Regions from separate parts of the Danio rerio genome. Here region 1 is linked to region 2. Evidence: chromatin contacts called from public Micro-C data. All regions are on one chromosome and are shown on one strand. Each heading gives the region's core, a stretch centred on a gene start, on an enhancer-like site or on the middle of the called end of the contact. The rest is flanking DNA. Distances are from core to core; before and after follow the strand shown.

Evidence for each region. Hi-C and Micro-C count contacts between places; a contact is called where the count stands out from the background.
Region 1: a contact with region 2 is called in a Micro-C map of caudal fin, with 18 times the contacts expected there. The contact joins the enhancer-like site here to the promoter of tbl1xr1a in region 2. A contact is called at or near these places in 6 of 18 Hi-C or Micro-C datasets (caudal fin, embryo, hematopoietic stem cells and 1 more) and 2 of 4 datasets of contacts at active chromatin or transcription factors (caudal fin and gastrula embryo).

What each region holds. Positions count from the first base shown.
Region 1 is chr11:8,891,938-8,898,575 of GRCz12tu, forward strand. All of the region lies in intron 18 of si:ch211-51h4.2, which reads right to left. tbl1xr1a (TBL1X/Y related 1a) reads left to right here. Exons shown (of 14, transcript NM_001020583.1): 4 at 5,063-5,165; 5 at 6,008-6,153. The coding sequence starts at 5,108. Among named protein-coding and RNA genes, the nearest start is that of tbl1xr1a, 97 kb to the left of the region's middle. Within about 2 kb of position 4,779, at least 43 of the 62 cell types and tissues checked have an H3K27ac peak or open chromatin away from gene starts, as enhancers often do. A contact at or near this core is called in caudal fin, where this site is marked.
Region 2 is chr11:8,794,995-8,801,191 of GRCz12tu, forward strand. It overlaps tbl1xr1a (TBL1X/Y related 1a), which reads left to right and starts at 3,497. Exons shown (of 14, transcript NM_001020583.1): 1 at 3,497-3,749. The region is part of intron 18 of si:ch211-51h4.2; the gene reads right to left.

The DNA of each region.
Region 1 (6,638 bases), core at 3,529-6,028, 98 kb after region 2:
GTAAATTAATGAATCCAAGTTGTCTTTTTCTTTTGCATTTACACATTTATAAATCTTTCTCATTAAAATCAACCAATGTTTGAGGAATATTGTATTTTCAATTGCACATGTTAAGTGACTAAAACTCGCAGCACTTGCAAAGGAGTTTGTGTGGATCAGTTAATGTGAACAGTCCTTTCCGAGACACTGAAAACACATTACAAACTCTACTACATCCAATTACATATGCATCATTACATTTTATTTTTATTTAAAAAACAACACTGGACCATGTGGCATTCTCATATTTAGTTAGAATTACGTACAAAAATGTAACTCAGATTTTATTATTTTTTTTAAACAAGAATCGTTACACCTTTTCTATTTTTTGCAACTTGTGTCTAACAACAGTCGTGAACAGCAGGCAAATGGCTAGATTTGTAAACCCTCCTTCTGGCCTCTTTTGACATAATCCCTATGAAGTGGTCTGTTATCAGTCTGTAACCCGATAGTCATCCGTCACACCTTTCACCCAAACTAGTTGAATAGCATTTCCTGTCAGACTTCCCCCTTCAGCCTTGAATAACACAGAACAAACTCCCTCACCCCGTGTGCGTGCCTTCATTCCACTGTTACGCAACTCACACCGCCTTTGATTATACAATGAAGATTACTCTACACACCAAGCATCCTCAAGTGCACCAAAATGTCGTCCAAGCCAGAGGACGCATCACGATATTTGCATTCCCAATGGCGATTTACGAGACACAGATGGCGATATATCTCACAGCGGTCCCTGTTTGCTGTGACCCGCTTCGATAAAAGCTCTTTCTGTGTCACGTCTATGAGGGAATTTCCCCACCCGTGGTTTCTTTACTTGAACTAATGTTGCTGACTGTAAATGCCTGGAGTTCCCTGCTCTGTTTTACAGGCTTGGTGGTCTTGACGAGCAGGACTGATTTATTGGTCCTCCTCGGTATCGACTCAGCCGCTCGATAATATAGATGAGCACTCTGCACTGTTGCAGAGATTTAATTTGGCTATGCTGTGAGATAAAACGCATCGATCCGGTGGCACCGTTTGGCCTGATTTGATTGGTCGCTGCAGCAGCTCTGTTATCTGATTGGCTCTGACGCTGCCTTTTGATGATGTGCTCCTATTTGCATGCGTTTGCATAATTTATGAAGGGAATGCAAGACGGCCGGCTCCAATGTTTGAGGCTAAATGTTAGTCAAAAACGAGCTTTAGGAGAGAGCAGGTAGGTGTTACATCACATGGTGGCACAGTTTAGAAATAGAACAAAACCTCACCTCTCAAAAACGAGCAAGAACTGAGGAGACGACAAGCTATCCTTCTCGCTAACAAACCACATCCTTTGACTGCAACGGGGAAACACTTTCCACTTCACTTCTCTATATAAATGAGGATGTGATCTGGAGTGGCAGACACAGAGGTCGCCAGGAAATGGGTCACTTTTTTAGAATTAGCCCACTTGTGGTTACGCAGCATTTCAATGTGGAACTGAAAATATGTTTGTGCTTGGGGATGCTGTTTTCTGGAGGAAGTCCGAATGCTGAGCAGATATAGTGATATAGAGTGTTGCATGAATAAACAACCTTAAAGTTGACCAGTTTCTTGTGAATGAAAAATGTTGCTTGTTCATAATAATGCACAAGCCTGATTGACCAAATCTAGATGAATTACTCCAATCGCTTGGTTGCTTCATTTCCATTGAATGCTTCAGTAAGCTATGGTATGACACTGAATAGGTCACCTTTATTAGGCTTGTGTCTCTACTGCCAAAAGGTATGAATGGTATCCTTTCGGTGGGCGTGGTTTAGGACAAAAAATTGCAGTCGACGTCATTCTCGCTCAAGGAAATGTCAAAGTAAAGCTTTACAGGTCGTTCACATATCATATACAAAACAGATGCTTTATACACATAAACAGGCCAACTTGTGTATAAATGTTAATAACTAAACTTTATATGAACATGATTGGACTATGGCTGCAGATCAATGATAATTCGAAATAGTATTGTAACGTCTGATATTTTATATATTTATATATACTGTATAAGGGTTGTCGCAATACCATTAATTCACATTACTATACTATACCAGCTAAAGTATTGTGATACCAAGTATAATTGCGCTACTGCAATTCATAACTCAAATCTATAAAATAAAGTAAATTGTTAAATACTGTATATTATGTTATAATAGGTGTACTTGATTTAAATGTAGAATTCCCTTATTATTGAAAACAGTATTTGTACAGCACTTCCCACTAAAATGCATTAGTTCTATTTGTTTATTTTGTAGATAACTGACCAACAAAAAATACAATAAAATAAAGATACAAATTATACAGAACAATTTTTTTTTACAAAACGAGCAAATTAGGGTATATGAAACGGTCAAAAATAGTTTTTAACTTTTTCTGTAGCTCTTTTGGGTTTTCATCTATTGTTTTTTTTTCAGTCTTATTAGATAAGAATTGAAAGTAATTCAAAATTTCACTGTGAGTTGTTCTTTTTAAGAGATTGTTGCGTTTTTTGTAGCTAGTAAATCATATTGACAGAAACAGAAATTAACTGATTCAGATGTACGTTCGAATTGAAGCATCAGAAAACGTGCAATAGGCTACCATAAAAATTGTACAAAGCTTTGCAACTTTAAAGGGCTCCACAGACTTTTCAAATAAAATGGTCTATTGTTGCAGAAACGTGTGAGCATTTTAGTCACTTTATTGTAGATAGGCTGTTAATGACAATACTACCGTTTACAAACTACAGTGGTACAACCAGTATTTTGGAGCCATAGAGTCACCATACTACCATAGTACTGCTAAACTGTACAACATACACACACACACACACACACACACACACACACACACACACACACACATATATTTATGACGTGACGTGCTGACTGACTGGCTGAAAGGCCAGCAAACACGACGTATAGCCGTTTCACTTTACTTCAGGATGTATTAATGCTACTCTGTAGGTCTATTAGAGTAGTGGTCCTCAACCTTTTTCATACTGGGGGGAGGGGTGAAACAAGCGTGTGCACGTCTAGAATGTGCTAACGTGAGATGTCTGCTTTAGCCAATCAGAACAGTCAGACGCGTTCACGTCCGCGCGGATTATGAGAATAAAAGCCTTTGAATATTTTTCCAGACACATTTAGCTGATAGAAATTAGTCAGATAACGTTTATATGTTCATCTTAATGCCAACCGTGTAAATAATTATCGATAAGATGCTTATGATAAGCCGTTGTTTGTTTACCTTCAAGCTTTGCGTGTGCCCGTGAAACAGCCCGTGAGCGCCAGAACACACATATCATGTACATCTTGACATGGCAACAGGGTTTTCAGCGCTGTGTTAGCGATCTCTGGGTATTCTGCCATTACTTTAATCCAGAACACCGGCAGAGTTGTTGTCTTGAACACTGTTTTAAGGCCGCTGTCATTTACGATCTTCAGCAGTTGGTCTTCTTTTTGCACGGACATTCTGGATTCAGCTGGTTTGTTGACAAATGGGTCACGTATCCATTCCCTAGCCGTTTGTGGGTCCTTTGAGGTTGGGAAGTAGCGCTCAAACTCCTTCAACAGTGAATACTGATGATCGTGCACCAGCTTGGTGAGTGAGGGCGCAGGCTTAGTCTCACACAAAATCCCCGCTAATGTTTGAAACATGTCCAATATGCCTCAGTTTGGCTTTAAATGTAGCAACTTTATCTGGCAACTTAAAGATAATTAATTCTTGTGCGGCCCGGTACTGTGGCCCGGGGGTTGGGGACCACTGTATTAGAGACATTCATAAACATTCCTAGCAAATCTAATAAATGCTGGAGACATCCTCGTTACATAAACGCACTAAATCGCACTCAGCAGCATTTGTTTGAGAGCGCACAAGAAGATCTGCGCGCTCTTGAAGCGACTTATATTTGAGGTCGCGTGCAAGATGTTTTGTGCACAAGCAGAGGAAATCGTTAAGCAGAGATTCACATGCTCGTACATGTAGGTAATTACATAAATGCGATCTTGACTTCTAATACTGCGCTCAAGACATTTGTCAATGAAATAACGCCACAGGTATTTGGTATATCTGTGTAAAAAAAAGGCCTGCCGCCACAGCTGGAAAAAAATCCTAGAGGAAACACTGTGATGTATTGTTACACATTTCAGGGATTTTTAAAATCTGTTTAAGTTGTATAATGCAAAATAAAAATATCTTATTTTAGGTGTGTAACAATTTAAAAGAGCTTTCATACATCAAAAATAAATAAATAAATAAAATAATAGTGTAGCTTTGTTTCTTTTTTTAGACAGTAAAATGTATCCAGCTGTATTTTTTATCTGAGAAATTAAGTGTTTTACATGTTTTGTTTTCTGCTTCAAGAAGTCTACCGTTCAGCAGACATGTTAAAATTGTGGTTAAATATAGAGCATGCTATTTGAAGAAATTCAGCAAAAAAACAGAGCAGTGTCCTTGAGAATGAAATGTGTTAACTGTTCCCTTTATATCACAATAAATCGAACAGTTTAATCATGTAAAAAAACTGTCAAATCTAGGTCAGTTTTAATTTCAACTAAACCCTCCTGTGCTAAAGTTGTAAATGCATCTCAATGTGTGAACTGACATTTTGGCAGCTCTGTAAGGCCAGTCAAATTGAATCTGAGTCACAAACTCAAGTAAACACAAGTATTTTGTAGTAACTCTCATGTAAACATTTTCAGTGGCAGGAGCTTTTTTTTGTTTGTTCTGCAGTTCAGTTTGATGCAACAGCGCCCCCTTAGTATAATGGACACTTTTGGAACTACAACTTGTTATTCAGCCATGCAGGGCTGTGAAGCCCTTGGTAACCTCTGGCAGCACACTACACACTCAGGTTCCTGCTGACAAAGAGAGCTTTTACCCCCTTATTGCACTGTAAAAAAAGAGGCTTTTTATACACACTCCGAGTCCCCTGAGTGGAAAGCAGAAAGTCTGGCAATATCCATACCTCTTCTGTTGACGCTTTTAGTGTCATTCCGTTTCTGAGATTGTTTTTGTCCTCTTTTTCTCTCAGGCTAGTGTCCTGTGTGCTGACCTCATGGTGTAAGCAAGTGTGAAGATGAGTATTAGCAGCGATGAGGTCAACTTCCTGGTGTATAGATACCTGCAGGAGTCAGGTAGGTGGCGCTACCACACTAATCACCACCAACATTTTACAAAAAAACGCTCTTTCCTGAATATTAAATAATAATAATAATGATAACAATAATAAATAATGATTATTACTAACCCTTAAGTGGTTCTAAACATTTACGAGACTCTTATAAAGATATTTTGAAGAATGTTGGCTTGCATAGTAGGAAATATGTACTATGAAAATCAATAGCTATGTTTATATATTTTAGAATATTACATTATTATTAATAATAAAAAATAATAATATGACATGCACATCCACTGCATTGGAAAAACATTTAGTCAATACAGTCTTCAAATATGTTATCTGATTTTGCCTCAACAGAGGATGCCATTGGATAACTAGACTAACCAGTTAATCGTTGTCGTCTCGGGTTGTTTTTATAATTCTGCAAATATAATTCTGCATAATGACCAAAAAAACAGACATTTTGCACAAAGTATAACTTTGGATGGAATCATACCTAGTGGTGGCAGGTTTCCAACATTCTTCAAAATATCTTCTGTTTGTCACTACTCAAATCATTTTGGAAAATGTGGAGCGTATGTAAATGAACAACGTTTTAATTATTTGGTACATTTTCCCATGAATAATGATTAAAAAACACACCAAAATGTTTTCATATTTGATTGATAGACCTATCACTTATTCCTTTTGATTCATAAGCCTCCATCAGCATTGCTTACAGTACAACTCTATGGCTGTTCACAGTCAGGGCGTTGTTTAAAGGAGCACACATGATACGCTCTGTGTAGCTGTGAGCAGAAGAGAAAGTTGATCCAGCAAGCGTCACACTGAAGTGTTTATCATTCCCTCTGGCAGGGTTTTCCCACTCGGCCTTCACATTCGGCATTGAGAGCCACATCAGCCAGTCGAACATCAACGGCGCCTTGGTGCCCCCTGCTGCCCTAATCTCCATCATTCAGAAGGGCCTGCAGTACGTGGAGGCTGAAGTCAGCATCAATGAGGTGACCGCGCAGCTTTATTTACATCATCATTTGAGGCATCTATTGAGTTATGATTATTAATTATTTTATTGTTTATATTTTTATGCTGAATCTCACATTATGCATGAGATTTTTAATTAAAATTCATATAAAAATCGTTTTCAATTTTGTAAAATAAATGAAAGTGTTTAAACATATATTGTTTTTATTAAATCTATTTTTTTATTTTAGTACATTAAATAAAAATGAGAATTATTCTTAGGAGGTAGCTAATATACTTTATATACTTTTTTTTAAGTAGAACAATCTAATGCATCAGGCATAAATAAAATGGACATGATATATTTATATGTAATATTCACTTAGCCAACTTTTTTATATTTTTCCCCAATTTCTGTAAAATGGAAAGATTTTTGAACACATTAACATAATAGTTTTAATAACTCATTTCTAATAACTGATTTATTATATCTTTGCCATGATGACAGTAACTAATATTTGACTAG
Region 2 (6,197 bases), core at 2,247-4,746:
CTCAGCCAGCAAGTAAAGATTGCCGTTTTTTTTTTTTTTTTTTTTAAAGAAATCAGATCTTAAATGTGCCGATTCTGAATGGCATGACAATTAACTTGAAGCTCTCAGGCTGGTTGACTAAACTTCAAAGTCGATATACCCATATACCTCATAGTTAGCAAGTACTCAAGCATGCCTGTGGACTGAATGTTGAACTGATGTTCACACATCTTTTTTTGTAAAAATAGAAATGTGTTGTGTTTATGTAGTTTACACAAAAACTATAATAGTATCGTTAAAAAAATCCCATTTTCGGACGATTGTGTTTTCAAGCATTTACATAAATAGATAAAATCCATGAAAAGTTTTCGGTTTCTAGTAAAAAATCGTTTTGCATAAACATTGCACTGCATTCAAAGTTGCACGAAAGCGCCCCCTCGAATTAAATTCCTTGGCAGGGAATGTTAAATAGTTTTCACATAATTTTTTTGTTGACTTGACCCATACTAGGGCTGTGCGATTTGGGCAAAATATCTAATTGCGTTTTTGTTTTGTTTTTGTTTTTTTTGACAGATATTGCGATTTCAATTTGATTTGCGATTTAATTTTTTAGTTAAGCTTTGGCTCATTCACACTTCTTATATATCCACCTGTGGTACTTTTTTAGATGCTGATTGATATATTGCCTCGTGCTGGTAACAATTCTGCGACAGCTCTTAAAAATGACCTGGTTTTGTTTGATGTCTGTAACTTTGAAACCGAAATATTCCTATACTACCCATGTTCTGTTTTTCAGTGATATTAATTTGTCTATTAATGCCCACTCGTCTGCGCTTTCCTGTTTCTTTGTTTTTTTATTGTGGGCATTTCGCATTAGTTCTGTTGCACTATTTTGGGGTGCAAACAACGACTTAACTCGCGACTGGACTATCATAGTATAATACATCAGTAGGGTACGGAACGATGTTGTGACGAGTGTTTCCCAAAACTCTGTCGCAGATCCATCATTTGAACCAAGTTAATTATATCGTAAAACGCCCACAATGATGCTCTAAACCGGTTGGTAACAACTTCTTGAGAAAAGAATCCCATAATTTCTTTGTGCAAACTATATTTTAAATGCACACACATTAAAAAAAAATAATCCAATATTATTTTTATAAAAACATGCACTCGCTTTTCATATTTCTTTGAAATATGTAAATGGCACATATAGGACCGATGTTTCCTTTACTATTGAGAACATTACATATTCTATTCTAAAACAAAAATGTATAATTCATATACATAAATAATGAGGTTATTTATTAAGAAATTTAATTTAATATTTATTATTTATTAGTAAATGAAAAAAATTACTTTAATAATAATATTAATGCAAATTATGATTATTATTATAAATATTTATATGTATTATTATACAATTTGACACATGCAAACCACAACAGATTTGTTATAACCAACAGGCCCATGTCATATACAGTTCAGATACTTAACAAATAACCTACTATGAATTAAAAGCATTGACGTAAGCTATGCCTTTTGTTTTCACAACAACGCAACATTAATTCCGCTTTTAAATAATCGGTCACCTATAGCTTTCGTCATGAGCCACAGCTGTGTTCAAAATGACATCAATGTTGAGCGCAATTGTAAACATGAGGATCGCTAAAACTGAACTGTAAAAAATACTTTGAAAGCAAATTACACCTAAGAGAGACGACTTTAATGCTTTTTTTTAGCATTTCAAGTTTGAAAGTTAAAATTTTCGGTCCCACTTTATAATGTGTCGCTTATACCTGTGAACTTATATTTGTAAGTTGTATGTAACTACAGTGTGTGTACACACTGGTACATAGTATTTACTTGTGTAATACTGGTGTTACACACATGTAACAACCCACTGAATAGCATGTGTAAGTTCAAATGTGTAACAGGACATTAATAACACAATCTTTGGTAAACTAACTCTTTAATGTGAATTAATGTGATTTAACAATTTACCTTAAAACAACATATAAACACAAGGCATTTGTATATTCCTATATACACTTATACTTTTTGGCTGTAGCTGCTATTGTTAAACAGTTGCACAAATGTGTTGGTTTTAAATATTACATAGTAATTTGTGACCATTTTACACTATATTGAGAAGACAGTTCCTGAGGATTTACGCTGTAATTACACTAGTATCACAAGATGAAACCTTCTAATGTAGTGTTAGTTCTGCCATTCTTATTCTAAAACAGTATTCAGAAGTACATGGCATGCAAACAGCTGTGGAAGTGGGAAAATACCTGCAAGTGTATTGTTGTTACACAATGCACTTATTATCATCTTGTTACAGATGTGTAGTTTTTAGTGTTTTACCAAAGTCCTGTTACACTTTTGAACTTACACATACTAATCAGTGTGTTGTTTTATGTATGTAGTTACACTAGTGTTATACAATTAATACTATGTACCTGTGTGTAAATACACTGTAGTTACATACTGCTGACATATTTACTTACCATGTAAGGTCACAGGTATAAGCAACACTTAATATACCCGAATGGGTGGTAAATTAATAGGTATTAGAAGGGATAACTGGGAATAAAACACAGCCAGGAACTATGTTTCTAACTCCAGCTCCAGAGGTGTAGTTGCAGGCATACAAGTTTGCAATGCGGTTTGCAAATGTTCATTGGAAAATTGGATTTGGGAAATGTCAAATCAACAAACTATGTTTGTAATGACCGAATGTGCGACCTTAGTTGGCAAACTATGGTTTTTGGAAACGCTCTCCTAAATGGGTAGAACGAAAGTGTGCTTACTTAGTTGGCTAATAACACTGTCACACACACAGACAGCAGTCATGCATTTATAAGTTTCAAATTGCGATTCGATTAATTGCACAGCCCTAACCCATACAATATTAAAATAGTAAAAATTACTTTAATGTTAACATTTAAAAAGAAAAACAGACTTGCATATTTTCACATTAATAAAGAATTTATTAGACAAAATATAATCCACAGTATTGAAACACAAGCCACATGTAAATGAACATTTTTAAATGTGACTACACAAAATAAAAACACATTATCATAATTAATGATCATAATTAGGTCAAAATTTAATCAATTACATTTATAACTGTTGTGCCTATTCACTGAATAACAATCAACATTTATGACCTTATAAAAGATCTCAAATGATAAATCTGGCCATATCACAATGCCTAATATAATCTCTTTTAATGGCATTTTTACAACATAAACAATCTCAATTCGCGTGTCAAAACGAGTCCCGCGCATCATAATAAAGATTGTAAGTCGCTAAAATGATATACCTCTTCCGCAGTTCACAGTAAAATCCAGATTGAGATGGAACGAAGAGGCATGTTATTGCGATATTCCTCCTTCAGTTTCAACAAAGCTGCATAGACAACCGCCCAGGCCTCCCCCATTTTCGCCTGGAAAGTCACCTCTCCAGTGTTTGAGTGTCTGAAGCCGTTGGCTGCTCCTGAACCGTTTGGCTCTTTCTCCACTAGCAAACAGCCCCACAATGTACCTCAATCGCTCTTAAATCTATTTTTAAACGATTTTATTCCGCTCTACGCCGATGCGAACGGGACCGGACTGTTGTTTGGGAATTTATCTGAAGACCTGCCGCCTCAAAGCAGCTTTATAACGCTTTGTTTGAGCACTATTTGACAAAATAGTCGAGGAGGAGGAAATTCCACACAAGCAGTGAAAGGCAGTCCTCGCGTTCATCCGGGTATTAAAGTGAGTGTTTTCTTAATTTTTACTCGTTATATCGATAATACGGTAGTATATGCGTGTTTGTGTTGCGTTGGGTATTTTTAATAACAATATACAGCGATTTATTATTTGGCAAGGGCATTTCTTTTGGAGGATCTGGCTGGGTGGGGGATGGGAAGCACTGTGTGTGTGTGTGTGTGTGTGTGTGTGTGTGTGTGAGCGTGAGCGCGTGTGTGTGCGCGCGCGCGTAAATGCAGCACCACTTCAGATTGTTTTGTAGTTTAGGTGTGTGCAAAATAAAATTTCATAATGCATTAAAATACACAAGCAATCAAATTAAGCATTAATAGAACAATTTTACATCTGCTTTGTATGTTTATTATTGCTGTATGCATATGTAATATAACATTAAAGTTGATTTCTAACAAATTTTCATGTGCTTCATACACTTAAATCAAGTTAATGTTCTCATATAAACACACTTCTATTATTATCTACATGTGATGCACTTCAAAACACTGACTTAGTCTTGTTTTTATTATATAATTACATAATTATGTTACGTTAACTGTATATGAATTATAATCAATGTTTATAATCAAACTGTACATGTAGATGAGCACGAGCACATGACTGTTGTTGGCAAAGCACTAACTCTGTGAGAGTGGGGGAGGGGAAGCTCAACTCATTCAGTGTTTGGGCAAACACAAGTGTGTGTCAAATGACATGATCGTGAATTTGTAATCATTTACATGTAAAGTGATATTTCTTAGCATGCACACTGATTATATACACTCTCATTGTCAAACTATGCAATGCATATGACTGCGAGTAACACCAAAATAAGGCTCCAGACTTAATGCATACTGTATAACACAATGTAACAATGATTTATACAAGTCAAACAGTCAATAAATACAAAACAATAGTCTTTATAAAAAGGAATATGTGTGTGGATGTGATATCTGGATCATGGTGTTCAGTCTAGAGTGGGGGTGGGGAGCTCTGTAATGTGTGTGTGTGTGTGTAATCTGAAGGCCATGTGTGTTGGGAAACTCCCATTGTAATGGCTCTCATGTAACCTATTTAGATCACCAACCCTTTAACTCATTTACTAGTTAGTGTTAGGTTAACCTAGCTCATTTTCTTACACAACCCCCCGTCTGAAATTAGGCCAACAATAAAACGCTATTAAAACACTATTAAACATGTCTTCGTTTCTCTCAGTGAAAGATTTGAGTCTCTCAGTCTTTGTTTGAAATCTGCGTCTCTCTGAATGGAAGAGTGGCACGGTTATGTAACTTGTGCCTCAGAGTGGATTGAAGCAAGATGTGGGGGATGGGACAGACAGATCTGATCTATTGCGCTTTTTTCCCTCTTTTTTTTTTCCTCTCCCCCACTCGTTCCCTCGTGGAGCAGAATTGCAGTGGGCCAGTCGACGTGTTGAAACGTGACATTTGTGTCTGTGCTGTGTTGCGGTGCCGTTGACCCTGTTTCTCTTGAGCCTCAAGGTTGAGTTGAGATGGGCAGATGGTGGTGTGAGCTTGAAAATGCCTGCCATGGTCTGTGCTTTCTTGAACAAGGCCTGGGTTTATTTTCTGCAAGGTCATTGAGGAACGCTGTAACTGTTGTCTAGTTATGCAATCCGGTATAATCAGTAGTAGTACTGTAAATGATCGTAAACACAGGTAATATGGAAAGTGGATTTGTAAATTAGCTGAGGGTGCGTCCGCTTTGCATTCATTCTTTGTAAATAAAGCATTTCGTTTGAACTCTAGCTGTTTCAGTAGTGGAGGGATTGCATCAAACTTTGAGTGCAACTAGTAAACAAAACGATTATCTTTTTAGTTGCTACTACAAATTGTTGGCGTGTTGGCTAGTTAACATGGAATTAAAGGGTTCACGGAGTTCGAGTTGAGTTAAAATGACTGTCGGGTCTGTTTCTTGAACGGTTTGTGAATTATATGGTTGGTGGTCTGCTATCAGATCCATCAATCACATGCTGTGTTTGAAGTAGCTCTGTTCTGCAGACTGAATGAGTATTTCCACTTTAGTTTTCAATGCGGAACTGTCTTGTGAATATATGTGCGACTTTTGAGTCATTAGTAGGCCCACCTGGAGTCTGCGCGCGCAGATTCAGCAGATTTTCCGCAGATTTTTAGCCCATCATTAATTCTGTTCATTTACATGAGTAAATGTGTGTAAATCTATATTTATTCAGTTTTTTACTTAATTTCAGTAATATTATTGACTAATGTGAAAATGTTCATCTGATTTATTTACAATGCAGTTTGTAAAGTAATATTTTCTGTCTTTTACTAGATATATTATGTGACACTTGCTTTATTTACCAAATAAAGTGAATCTAATTGGATTTGCATTTTAAACATTAAATAAAAGTTAAAAAGATATTATTTTTATTTCATATATTAAGGTTTTAGTTCTGATTCTCCCAAAATAATTCTGCAGAAA